Linked DNA regions of Canis lupus: region 2 is linked to region 1. A link is a contact called in public Hi-C data. All regions are on one chromosome and are shown on one strand. Each heading gives the region's core, a stretch centred on a gene start, on an enhancer-like site or on the middle of the called end of the contact. The rest is flanking DNA. Distances are from core to core; before and after follow the strand shown.

Region 1 (6,556 bases), core at 2,965-5,464:
GTTTTGATGTATTGAAACTTAGTTATAAGAGGTGGGAACACTGATCTAAAATAGCTTTTTAAAATAAGAGAAATTTGCTTATTCATGAAATTAAACAGTCAAAAGGATCCACATCTATAGAGCTTGATCCAGGGCTCAGACAATGGGATCAGGACCCAGTTTCTCACCTTCCATTTCTTGGCTCCACTTCCTTGGCTCTGTGATCCAGCTGGTTGGTACTGGGGTAGCTGCCAACATATCCCAGTATTATGTCATTCTCTACCAGATACTGTACTGTGTACAACCAGCAGGAAGAAGAGAAGGTAAAAACCTTCTCTTTCCCAGAAGCTTTGGCAAAATATCCTCTTATGTCTCATTGGCTCTGGTTGGGGTACTTCCTTTAGCCATTTTGATGGCCAGAGCAATGCAATGTACTGAATGGCCCAGGAAAATGAACTTTGTTCCACCCCTGGATCTGGGGATGGAGCCAACTCTATTTGGAAGCATATGACTGAAAGTGGGTAAAGGAGCTATTATCCAGAGGATAGTCACAATACTGTTAAAAAAGGGAGGGAGAGGAGAGAAACTAATGGTCAAAATTCGAAATCAATATTACACACAAATTTTAGTCCTAAAATACCATTATGGTTGTGTTATCACAAAGGTGCTTTAACAAACCGGAGTAGGGTTACTTGCACTATTGATAGAGCTTGATGGATAGATACTAGCCTTTGGGTTTGAGACTCAATACAAGGTGTGTGCGAATGGGCACAAGGAGTCAGGTGGCTGAGACAGAGAGACTCAGCTGGGGCTCTGGATACCTAGGAGGACATCTATAAATGACCTCACAGTGAATGGGGTAGGTGTAACATAGTCAAACTATTTAAGATAGAAATGGGGGATTTAAATGTAAAAAATACAGACACCTGAGTGGCCAAGTGGTTGAGTGTCTGCCTTCAGCTCAGGGCGTGATCCCCGGGGTCCTGGAATCAAGTTCCACATCAGGTTCCCCACAGGGAGCCTGCTTCTCCCTCTGCCTGTGTCTCTGCCTCTGTGTCTCTCATGAATTTTTTTTAATAATAAATTTATTTTTTATTGGTGTTTAATTTGTCAACATACGGAATAACACCCAGTGCTCATCCCGTCAAGTGCCCCCCTCAGTGCCCGTCACCCATTCACCCCCACCTCCTGCCCACCTCCCCTTCCACCACCCCTAGTTTGTTTCCCAGAGTTAGGAGTCTTCATGTTCTGTCTCCCATTCTGATATTTCCTACCCACTTCTTCTCCCTTCCCTTCTATTCCCTTTCACTATTATTTATATTCCCCAAATGAATGAGAACATATAATGTTTGTCCTTCTCCGATTGACTTACTTCACTCAGCATAATACCCTCCAGTTCCATCCACGTTGAAGCAAATGGTGGGTATTTGTCATTTCTAATGGCTGAGGAATATTCCATTGTATACATAGACCACAGCTTCTTTATCCACTCATCTTTCGATGGACCCCGAGGCTCCTTCCACAGTTTGGCTATTGTGGACATTGCTGCTATAAACATCGGGGTGCAGGTGTCCCGGCGTTTCATTGCATCCGTATCTTTGGGGTAAATCCCCAGCAGTGCAATCGCTGGGTTGTAGGGCAGGTCTATTTTAAACTCTTTGAGGAACCTCCACACAGTTTTCCAGAGTGGCTGCACCATTTCACATTCCCACCAACAGTGTAAGAGGGTTCCCTTTTCTCCACATCCTCTCCAACATTTGTGGTTTCCTGCCTTGTTAATTTTCCCCATTCTCACTGGAGTGAGGTGGGATCTCATTGTGGTTTTGATTTGTATTTCCCTGATGGCAAGTGATGCAGAGCATTTTCTCATGTGCGTGTTGGCCATGTCTATGTCTTCCTCTGTGAGATTTCTCTTCATGTCTTTTGCCCATTTCATGATTGGATTGTTTGTTTCTTTGGTGTTGAGTTTAATAAGTTCTTTATAGAACTTGGAAACTAGCCCTTTATCTGATACGTCATTTACAAATATCTTCTCCCATTCTGTACGTTATCTTTTAGTTTTGTTGACTGTATCCTTTGCTGTGCAAAAGCTTCTTATCTCATGAATAAATAAATAAAATCTTAATAAATAAATAAAAATAAATAAATAAATAAATGTAAAAAAAAAAAAAAGTATTTCAAGTCAGTGAAATGTACCACACATGTAATCTACAGGTTGAGGAGAACTGTCAAGCCAAGACTAGGAATTTAGAAGCTAGGTAAGAAAAGATTGGCACATTTAAATATATAAAATATCCAGAGTATTTGTATTGCAGAAGATCCAATAAATAAAATCACAGGCAAATATCAGAGCTGGGAAAACGTAACTAACAGATTTTAAAAGAGATGGTATCTGCAACATACCAAATCCTCTTAATATTGTCAATAAGTTAATCCCACAGAAATGTAGGTAAAAGATACAAATAGACAAATCACTGAAGATCAGCACATTGAAATGGCCAAATGCATTTTCTAAATGCTCAAAATCACTAGTAGTCAGGGAAATGCAAATTAAAGTAACAATGAGATGCCATTTTATAACCATCAGACAGACAAATTAGTAAGAATTATCACACCAAGTGATGGTGGACTGGTGGGGATGTGATGGAAAGGGTGTTCTTACATACCATGACAGAAATGTGGAGTGTTATAGCTATTTAGGAAAGCAATTTAGCAATAATTATAAAAATTGAAATTACATTTACTATTCAACTCAGCAATTCTGCTGTTGAAAGTTATTTATCTCATAAAAATAAAAGCACCAATACATGAAGATACGTGTGTGTGTGTGTGTGTGTGTGTATCATCACTATTCAAAAAAAAAAAAAAAAGACAACAACCTGGAAACAACATAAATGCCCATCAGTAAGCAAACACCCAAAATATTATGGAATAGTCACAGCATAGAGTAGTAAGGAGAATGACCCAGAGCTGTATCAGTTGACTTAATTTTTTTACATAGTTTTGTTAGTGGACGAGTTAAAGAAAAGTATCTGACATAATATAAGGTAATATAATAATACAGAATCTAATAGAATGTAGACTATAACCTCATTTTATAAAACAACAATGGCAACTATAAGAGTACTATATTATAGCGAGAAAAATACAGAAGAACACACATTTACAACATTGCTTACTTAGGAAGGAAACATAGAAGTATGATGAAGGAGAGTAACCATCCACCCTGGTTTGCCTGCGACTCCGGGCTTTTCCAGGATGGGGGGTTTTCACTGCTAAGCCAGGGCCAACCTCAAGTAAACTGGGTAGGTCAACCTAGAGGTGCCAATTATAAGATGGAGTGGGGAAGGAATTCAAGCAAAAAAAGGTGAAAAAAGGGTATGACTGACATTATGTAATCATATATACATTCAGGTAAAATTCTGTATCTGGGTTGAAATTTGTAAATGTAAGTCTTGAAAATACTTATTTTCATAGTTTCTATAGGACTTAGGGAAAGATTGAAGTCCTGCTCATGGGCTTCTGGAATTCAGAGGAAGTTACTCTAAAGATAAAAGGGCTACAGTGTCTGGGTGGCTCGATCTGCTAAGCATCTGCCCTCAGTTCAGGTCATGATCCCAGGGTCCTGGGATTGATCCTTGATCCCTGTTCTTCCTTCCTCCTCTGCCACTTCCCCTCCTTGTGCTCGCTCATAAATAAATAAATAAATAAATAAATAAATAAATAAATAAATAAATGGCTAAAGGCAGCATAGATTAGCAATGAAATAAATATCATTTATTCGCTCATTGCAAAAGAGTTCATTAAACATCTATTCTCTGTGTTAATTTACCTATTACTAACACAACCCAGAGAAGGTAGCCAGGAAATGTATCAAATAAACAAGCAAATATCTGATCATAATTACAATAAATGTAATTATTATAATAATCACAACATATTATAACATATATACCAAATGATAGAATAACAAATGCTTTAGTAGAAGTAAAAACAGAAGCCTAGGAGAACACAGAAGAGGGGCCACTGGCTTTGCTGAGTGGAATCGTGGAGACATATCAGGAGAGGAATATTGAGGATTTGAAAAAACAAGTAAGAGTTTGCAAAATGGAGAAAGGACAAATGAAAATATAGAAAGCAAGAACACCCTGTGGAAGGCCAAGAGCCATGTAAAAGCAGAGCATATTTGGAAAAGAATAAGAAGTTTCCTGGGGTCCATGTTTGGGGCCAGAAGTCAAGGGAGGGGAGGCAAGAAGCTGAAACTCTGCAACTAGGGAGAGGGGAGGCCGTGGAAGGCCCTGTGCACCGTGCCAGGGAGTCCAAATTCGTTTGGAAGGCACTAGGGAGACAGAAAAAGTCTCACATTAGGGAAGAGACACCATCGGATTTCGTTTTTAGGAAGATAACACAAGCACCAAGGTGGCAAATTGACTTTACGTCAAATGCCAGTTCCAATTGATGGGTCATGAGAGCTTGAAGGACAACGTTAAGAAAGACTGTGCGATCACCCATGTCTGGGCTCAGCAGTGAAAGTGCCATGACCGATTAGCCTTGTCTACTATGGACATGGCAGCAGGGGAATGGTGACAAAGCTGCCACGCGTTTCCCCATGCTACATCTACCAGCCACACGGAGGGGGGACCGCGTGGAAGAGCGGGTGACTTGACTAATCTCTAGGAGGTCTGATGCCGTCTTTGACATCCCAGAGGTAGAGTGGAGGAACCAGATTCAGAAATCTCAGAGGTGAAATCGGTAGGACCCACTGAGGGAAGTCAGGAGTGGAGGCGACCCAGGCGCTAAGGTCATCTCTGGCTCATAAGCAAGCTTCAGACCAGGATGGCTTTATGATATTGGACTCAGCCCCACTTGGGTTTCCTCTACGCCTCATAGAACGCGCCATGACTAAGCAGTCCTGCGAGCTGCGGGGGCACATCCAACAATTCTTGCCACCAAATCACTTTCTGGTGTCTGGTCCTGGCTGCTTCTCCCAGCAGGCCTTGTGATTGATTCTCCAGAGCAGCTCTCAGAGGTTGAAAGTTCCTCCTAGAGCTGAAAACAGGAAGCAGCCTCCACTCACCTGGCCCAGGGGCCAGGAAGGCGTGTGTGTACACTGACACACCAGCAGTGTGCATTCCCATTATGTCAGCAGTGTTTACCATCACCGGGCACTTCCTGTGACAGAGGAGCATGGCTCAATCTCTTCACCAGCAGAGAGGAAATGACTAACCGCAGGAAATCATCCCTCCCCCCACCCCTAGCCCCCCAAAATGGAGATGCTCTGGGACTTTCACTAAAAATATCAAGACCATCTAAAAATACAGTCGGACAGCCCTGCTCTTGCCCCAGGAAATCCTGACCAAAGCTCATCTTACATCACCGCCAGCCCTTGTCAGAGTGGCCTCCCGGTGTCCCCCCCTACCTGTCCTCTTTGCTTGAAGCTCATTTGGAAATCAGTGTGCACCTGCCTTTCCCAACAGCAAGAGAGCAAAGAATGGCTGGCCCCACTTGCATCAACAGGCGCCTCCCCAAGGGACGAGCGGTCTTCCAAAACTCTTCCCCAAGCACCAGCACCCAAGTGGCTTCATTTCCTGTCTGGTTGACTTCCTCCAGACTCATTATGGTTTCAGTGTCATTTTCCAGAGCAGGAAAGAGAGTGCAGGAGCGTGGCCCTTAGCAGCCTGGAGTGGACATGCAGTGGCTGACCTGGAGGAGAGAGAGTCCCAATGAAGCCATTTGTTAGGAAACCAGTGACAGGCACTTAGAGTACTTGGTGAAGGTGGCGCTGTTGCTGCTGCTGGTTCCTGGGGCTCCGTTTGCTACAGATTCTTCCTCAAGCTAAGAAGTCACGGCTAATGTCATCATTTGCCTTGTGGGAGGGGAGAAGGAGGCTCCTGGAGGGCTGTGCTGATCCAGAGGCAGACTTGGGGGAGAAATGACTGAACCCCAGTCCAAGGGAGAGGGATGGGGGAAACGAGACATAATTTTTGATTCAGTCCTTGCCTCCTACACTAGGGGAAGGTTTCCCAGTGACTGAACGGAGTCGTTAGCTGTTCTTCCCAAACAAGGAGGCAGGAAAGTGTGGTCTGAGGACCCCCACTCCCGGGGCGCCTAGCAGCAGAGTGCTGGGTGAAGCCTTTGAAGTTGGGCTCCCAGGTGTGAACTCTGTTTCCACTACGTTCTGGGCAGAGCAGAGGACTTCAGCTCGGCAAGCCTCTGTCTCTCAGCTGCAAAACGGGGTTTGTTCTGAAGAAGGATGAAAACCAGGAATGAACGGTGCTCCCCCCCCCCCGGATTGGTTGGCTGCGCGGCTCCCCTGTGCTGCTGCGGGTTCTGCAGGACGCGGGGTGCAGCGATCCTGGGTGCCTGCTGGCCGGGAAGGGCTCTCAATTCATGAGCTGACACCTGAGGACGTGGGGCGTCACTGACAGCTCTCAGTCCCAAGCGCCAGAAAGAAGGGAAGCAGCAGGGCAGGCAAGAGCATCCGGGGGGAGGTGAAATGCATGGGGCCGGGCTGTGCCCTCAGGCCTCAGGCCCTTGGCTTGTGCTGTCCCGCAGGCTCAGGGAAGGGCTCGGGGGT
Region 2 (6,556 bases), core at 1,980-4,479, 190 kb after region 1:
GCTCTTCCTGGTTAACCTCGAGCTTTCCAAAGCCAGGACGTTGAGGGTTCTAGGTATTGGGGAGGGACTAAAGGTGGGCCCAGAGGAAGTTTAGGGTGTGAGGAAGAGCAGGAGTTCTTTATTATCTGAGCAGAGGAATAAGAAGTCTGGAGCAAGTGTGAAGAAAAAAAAATAAACCACGAAGATAAAGAATGCAGTCGTTTCATCAGCTAAGAATCTTTGCTCTGTACCATTCTACATGTCTATCAAAAACTTGATGTTAAAAGTATGTGCCACACAATAATGCACAGCATTAGTATCTATTTGTTTCATTGCTCTACTCATTTGGGTACTTACTATGTCAGATCAGCATAGCAATTACTAGCCAGTCTTACTGGAGTCATACTGCTTGGGTTCTAATCCAGTCCAGCCTCTGCTACTTGATAACAATGTGATTTTACCTCCCTTAGCCTCAGTTTCATCTTTCAAAGGAGGGTAACAAAAGTACCTCTCTTGTGGAATTATTACAAAGGAAAATAAGATACAGATACATAATATATGATGCATATGTGCATATGCATATATGTTCATATGTAAATATATCTTTTTAAAAAAGATTTTATTTATTTAATCATGAGAGAGAGAGGGAGGGAGAGAGAGAGAGAGAGAGGCAGAGGGAGAAGCAGGCTCACTGCAGGGAGGCCCAATGTGGGACTTTGATCCCAGGACCCCGGGATCACGCCCTGAGCCAGAGGCAGATGCTCAACCACTGAGCCACCCAGGTGTCCCAATATATCTATTTTTATTTATAGTTTATATTCACTTTAAACAGTGCCTGGCATATGTTTAAATCAATAGCATTCAGTAGAACTATCCCATGTACTGTTGTTATATAGTTTCTATTTAACTTTTCAAGTTTCTAGGCCTTGTCTTCCCTGCTATCTATCCAGTTGGAAAGCAGTCTTATATTTTGTGGTGGTTGGATGGGTTTTCTTTCCCATCTTTTGGGTGTTCACCCCTCCAGTAGATACTAATGCTGTTTTTAGTCCACATAACTTAGGGGCAGGGGAACCAGGTCTGGACAATCATCTTGCCAGAGGGAAGGTATAGGACTCAAGGTTGGATATGCAAATCCTCACCAGAACAAAGCTGACTGATGTCTGAGATGGCTGTGTTTAAGGCTGTGTAACCTGGAACACTGGAAGGGCCATCTTTGCCTCCTCCAGGAAGATCCTGACTGAGTTGGAACAACATCAAGGAACACAGAGCCAATAGATATAGAAAGAGGGCCCCTGAGGACGTTGTTTGAGTTTGTAGATTCCATCTTGCCTCAGAGGGGTATTCTGTGGATCTTCCGATTTTATGATAAAAAGATTGAGGAAATAGATTCTGTCTTTAGTTTATTAAAATTAGTTTGCTAGTTGCATCGACTACCAATTATACATCTAATATATGTATTTCAAATCAAGTTAGTATACGGGATCCTCATTGATGCCACTGACCTTATATAAGGCCCCGGACATAGACGACAACCAATATATATTTATTGCATATATGAATTAGTAAAACAAAATTTAAAACTCTCAAAATTCACAAGCCCATTCATTTAATCTCTTGTACATTATTGTACCATCCTAGGCAATTCAAGTTCAATTTAAAAGTGTCTTGATAAAGGAACAAATTATTTTTTTAAAGATTTATTTATTTGAGAGAGAGAGGAGAGAGAGGAAGGGGCAGAGGAAGAGAGAGAAAATCTTAAGCAGACTCCTCACTGAGTGGGGAGCCCAACATGGGGTTGGATCCCAGGACCCTGAGATTCATGACCTGAGCAGAAACCGAGAGTCAGGTGCTTAAGAGGCTGCACCACCCAGGCGCCCCAGGAACAAATTCTTTTATAGAGAAACACATGGTGTGGCCCTGAGGATCTTGTTGGACGAAGTAGATTGCTAGAAAACCAGCTTGGGGAGACCAGAGATTCAGCATGGGAAGAAGGGAGATTCTCTTAGGGTAACTAACTTCCTGGTTAGCTCAGTTCCTTAACCTCCCTTAGCACATTCTTCATGCACAAAATGGGAAACACATTTACCTCCCAGGGTCGTTGTCAGGCTCAAAGGAGCTCGTTGTTACGCGAGCTGAGAATGACACAAATATTTTTTTGTTGAGTTTTTTTTTTTTTTTTCAGATACACCTATTTTAATTGGTGGTGAACACTCACCTGAGCCTCAGCGTGTTTAAAATGGTCTTTGTAGCCAGATGCACAACAGGAGGCCCATTTCAGAAGGATACATGGAAGCATATGCATCATTTCTGGGTCTGGGATGTGACCTTTGGGGCAAGAGTTTCCTCCTCTGTGATATGAAGGGTTGGCTGCAGCACCACGTTTATCCCCCAGAACCCTTGGGCTTTGCCAGAGGACAGAGTCGGTGTTCTGCCGCAGACAAGGCTCCTGGCAGGCCCTCGGGCCAACCTGCAGCTCAGCACCTGTAAGCCGCCACTCCCCGGGAGGGGGAGGGGGAGGGGGAGGGGGAGGGGGGCGGGGGTGGGCGTGGCGCCAGGCACCTGCTCCGGACTCTGCTCGCGTCTCGCTCCAGTCCTCCCCCCCCCCCCCCCCCCCCCCCGGTCGGTGCAGCTCCGCAGCCTCCCAGCTCGAGGAGGGAGCACCCTCCAGGGTGCTTCAGGAGATCCGGTTTCAGTTCCCGGGCGGGTGGCTCTCAGGTCCCGTTACAGGTCCCCAGGGCTCGGCGGCTGTGCGGGAGGGCCCGGGCCGGGGCAGCGCTCGAGGGAGGAGGGGCCGAGGCTCCCGGGGGCTGCAGGCCCGGGAGCGCCGCGGCCCCTTTAAGAGCGGGCTCAGGCCAGCCCCGGGGCCGCGGGGGCCCAGCGCGCTCGCGCCGCCGCCGAGTTGATCCGGCGCAAAAGTTTCCTCCCAACTCCGGCCCCGCGCGCGCCGCCGCCGCCGCCGCCCGCTGCAGCCCGGGGCCTGGGGCCTGGGGCCTGGGGCCTGGGGCCGCCGCCGCCGGGGCAGGGCCGGGGCAGGGCCGGGGCACGCCCGGGGCACGACCGGGCACGACCGGGGCACGCCCGGGGCACGGCCACAGCCCGGCCCGCAGCTCGGAGCCGCGGGTCGCCGGGCCGGGCCGAGCGGGAGCCGGAGCCCGCGGAGGAGGAGGAGGGGGAGGAGGGGGAGGGGCCGCGGTGCCTGCCCCCCCCCCCCGGGGCACCCGCTGCCCGGGACGAGCCCCCCCCCCGGGTCCCCGCTCGCCGTCAGCCGCGGGCGGAGGGGGCGCGGCCCGGAGCCCCCGCGGTCGGCGCTGTGCCCGGGGGCGCACACCTGTCCCAGCATGAAGGTGACTGTGTGCTTCGGCAGGACGGGCATCGTGGTGCCCTGCAAGGAGGGCCAGCTGCGCGTCCGGGAGCTCACGCAGCAGGCGCTGCAGCGGTACCTGAAGACCCGGGAGCAGGTGAGCGCGGGCGGGGGGCGAGGCACCTGCCGGGGGGCCCCGCCCGGGACGGCGTCGGCCGCTACCTGTGCGCGCAACTTCGCTACCTGTGCGGCAACGCCGGTGACCTGGAGGAGGTCTTTGGGCGGGTGGGGAGGGCCTTGCCTCTCAGGGTGGCGGCAGCAAAGGCCGCAGGGCGGTCGCTGGGGGGCCTCGCTGCGGATGCTCGACCCGGCGCCCCATCCACGCCCCCTGCCTCTGAATCTGGGGCGAAACAAGCTCCCCGGTGCTTGGAATGAGGAGTGAAGTTCGAGAAGCGCTGCTTTGGAAGGTGTTCCAGAGAGCGCTTCTCTCAGGCGAGTGTTTGCAGGTGCTGCTTGCTCCAGCTGTGATTTTTTTTTTTTTAAGATTTTATTTATTTATGAGAGACATACAGAGAGAGAGACAGAGAGAGGCAGAGGGAGAAGCAGGCTCCATGCAGACAGCCCCATGCGGGACTCGATCCTGAGTCTCCAGGATCACGCCCTGGGCCCAAGGCAGGGGCTCAACCGCTGAGCCACCAGGGGATCCCCCTCCAGGTGTGATTTCTTTTTTAAATATTTTATTTATTTATTCATGAGAGACACACAGAGTGGGGGGGGGGCAGAGACACAGGCAGAGGGAGAAGCAGGGTCCATGCAGGGAGCCCCATGCGGGACTCAATCCCGGGAGCCCCATGCGGGACTCAATCCCGGGACTCCAGGATCACGCCCTGGGCCCAAGGCAGGAGCTCAACCGCTGAGCCACCCGGGGATCCCCCTCCAGGTGTGATTTTTGACCAGGGCGAAGGCCCGCTCCACTTCTGTCCCTCGGAGTTACAAGGTTGGTTGGTGCCAGTCGCAGACCCTTGGAAGTTACAACTGTTGGGGCCTTTGGGATTGAACTCTTGGGAGCTGTTCGCCCTCAGTGACTGGAACAGGAACTTCGGTGGAAGGATGCTGTTTGCCACCACTAACCCGTCTACGTTTTGAGTATCTTTAGTTCTATTAAGTATTTACTAGCGAGCGTGCTGTGTCAGGCCCTGCGTGACTACTGAGTAGATGGTTCCCAGCTCTGTCCCTGAAATCAGAAACAAGTAAAAGTTAAGTGACTATTACTTTTAGGTGTGCAGTGCGTCTTCAGAAGACTTAGCTAGACACTGGAGTTCATGATAGGTGTTTGGGTATCATACTGGGATTCTGTGTCTTCTTGATTGGAATCTTTAAATGAAGGCATTGAAAAGCACCTTTTTCTTTTTTGAATCTTCAAATAGAACAGTCTACCCCAAATCCTCTTCAAAAATGACAAGTCATAAACTCTTGCATTTGAGATCAGTGACTCTCTTAGTATTTGTTCTCCTGCTTTGAGAACTGTAGAAATGGCCTGTAACACTGCATGAGTACCCCATTCCCCCCCCCCCCCCCCCCACTGTTACAATAGTGTATGCTGTCTGGTATTGTGTAATTCAGTTAGGAACTGAGATTTGCACAAGTATCTAGTTCTTGGAACTGTGTTTCCCTAACTTTTGGAAGTAAGCTAAGGTTAATAATAACATTATTCTAGACAAATTATTACATGTCATTGAAGGATCATCTTAATGAGATCAGTTTACTTTTTTACTAGTTCAATGGTACAAATAATTTATACTCTAACATCTTGTGTATTTAGAAGCTTAGAACATGGAGCTGTCCAATAATAGAAGTAAGCTACATACTTATAAATAACAGAGGACTAGATGAAATTCAGTGTGTTATAATTTGATCTTAAAAAGTGTTAAAAAGCTATTGATATCCTGTACCGAAAGCATAATTTATAATATCACAGAACCTGTAATGTAATTGTATTGATCAGTTTACTGTTATTACCAGATATTACATTTTTCTATGTTTACATTTCTATGTTAGTGAATGTGACATTTAAAGGTCACCTGCAGTTTATAAATCCTCCCTCCCTTCTTTGGCTTTTAAAATCTCAATTTAATAAGTGGCAAGTGATATTTTTTCTTCCCCAAATCTCTCTCTCCCATAGTTTCATTTAAATAGTATTGTGATCATAACAAGGCTTAACTAATATTAAATGGTATTCCTAATGGAACTAAAATGTCAAGAAATAATCTGTCAAATTCCATGCTTTCATTCATTGAATATAGAAAATAATGAGAAAAGACCAGAAATGTCAAAATTCAATTTGAAAAACAACTTGTCGTCAGTTCACTTTCTTTAAATCAGTGAAAGAGATTTAAAAAGCTTGCTCGCCTGGACAGCAAGGTTTTTAGCCCCACACTCAGTAATAAAAACATAACGATAACATGAGTTGTGCTTACTCTCTGCAGACAGTGTTGTAGGACCTTTACGTAAGTTAAATGGCCTCGTGAAGCAGGTAATGATAGTTTCTTTTTACAGATGGGGGCAGAAAGAGACAGGAATATGAGTGACATGTGGTAGAATTGAACCCAGGAACCGAGTCTCTGGATCCTTACTCAGAGTCGCTGTGCACAGCCCGGTAGTTTATTATGCATTGGAATTTATCCATCTTATTTATTTTTTAGTTTGTTTTACAAAGGCCATCCCATTTACAAGCTGCTGTAGTAACCTATCAACCTAAAGATGGCCATTTTGTTTCTTGCAGAGACTTGTGACCTGCACAGGTTCCTCTTGATTATATCTTATACAGTATAGGCCTACATGTAATGGGGAGAAGTCTAAATTCTGAGCCTAATATTGCAGGATTTGCAAACCAAGCATGAAGAACATTCCTCAGTCTGATTACAAATAGAAAAATGGGTAAAATCTCTTAGGTATTCAGGTAGAGAGTGCTATAAGGAAGTAAATATGCCAGGAACATGAATATAAACTAAGCCCATTTCTTTTGGGGCCTTGAATAATTTAGATGAGAGAAAGGCAGATTTCAAAATCAAAGATAGAGTTGAGGTATCTATAGTTTGGAGGGTAAGTGAAGCGCAAGGAGCCATTCTGGATTTTGGGGACAGCATCAGGGAAGTAAGTATCCACCTTCTGCTGAGAGGAAACAAATAAGACTGGTATTTAGGGAATGCGAGGAACCAGCTGAATCAGCATCAGATAAGGCCAGAAGTAGGTAAGATACTGAGGACACCTAGGGAA

What was found. A called contact is a pair of places that touch in the nucleus more often than the background predicts.
Region 2: a Hi-C map of skin fibroblasts shows a contact between it and region 1, with 2.2 times the contacts expected there. The contact joins the promoter of PARD3B here to the enhancer-like site in region 1. A contact is called at or near these places in 2 of 9 Hi-C or Micro-C datasets (amygdala and skin fibroblasts).

The regions. Positions count from the first base shown.
Region 1 is chr37:12,917,852-12,924,407 of UU_Cfam_GSD_1.0, forward strand. No RefSeq gene overlaps it. Among named protein-coding and RNA genes, the nearest start is that of PARD3B, 190 kb to the right of the region's middle. Within about 2 kb of position 4,215, at least 3 of the 20 cell types and tissues checked have an H3K27ac peak or open chromatin away from gene starts, as enhancers often do.
Region 2 is chr37:13,107,814-13,114,369 of UU_Cfam_GSD_1.0, forward strand. PARD3B (partitioning defective 3 homolog B) reads left to right here and starts at 3,230. Exons shown (of 22, transcript XM_038585495.1): 1 at 3,230-3,437. The coding sequence starts at 3,318. It overlaps LOC111094336 (a long non-coding RNA gene), which reads right to left and starts at 3,504. Exons shown (of 3, transcript XR_005385263.1): 1 at 3,308-3,504; 2 at 2,195-2,304; 3 at 1,762-2,111.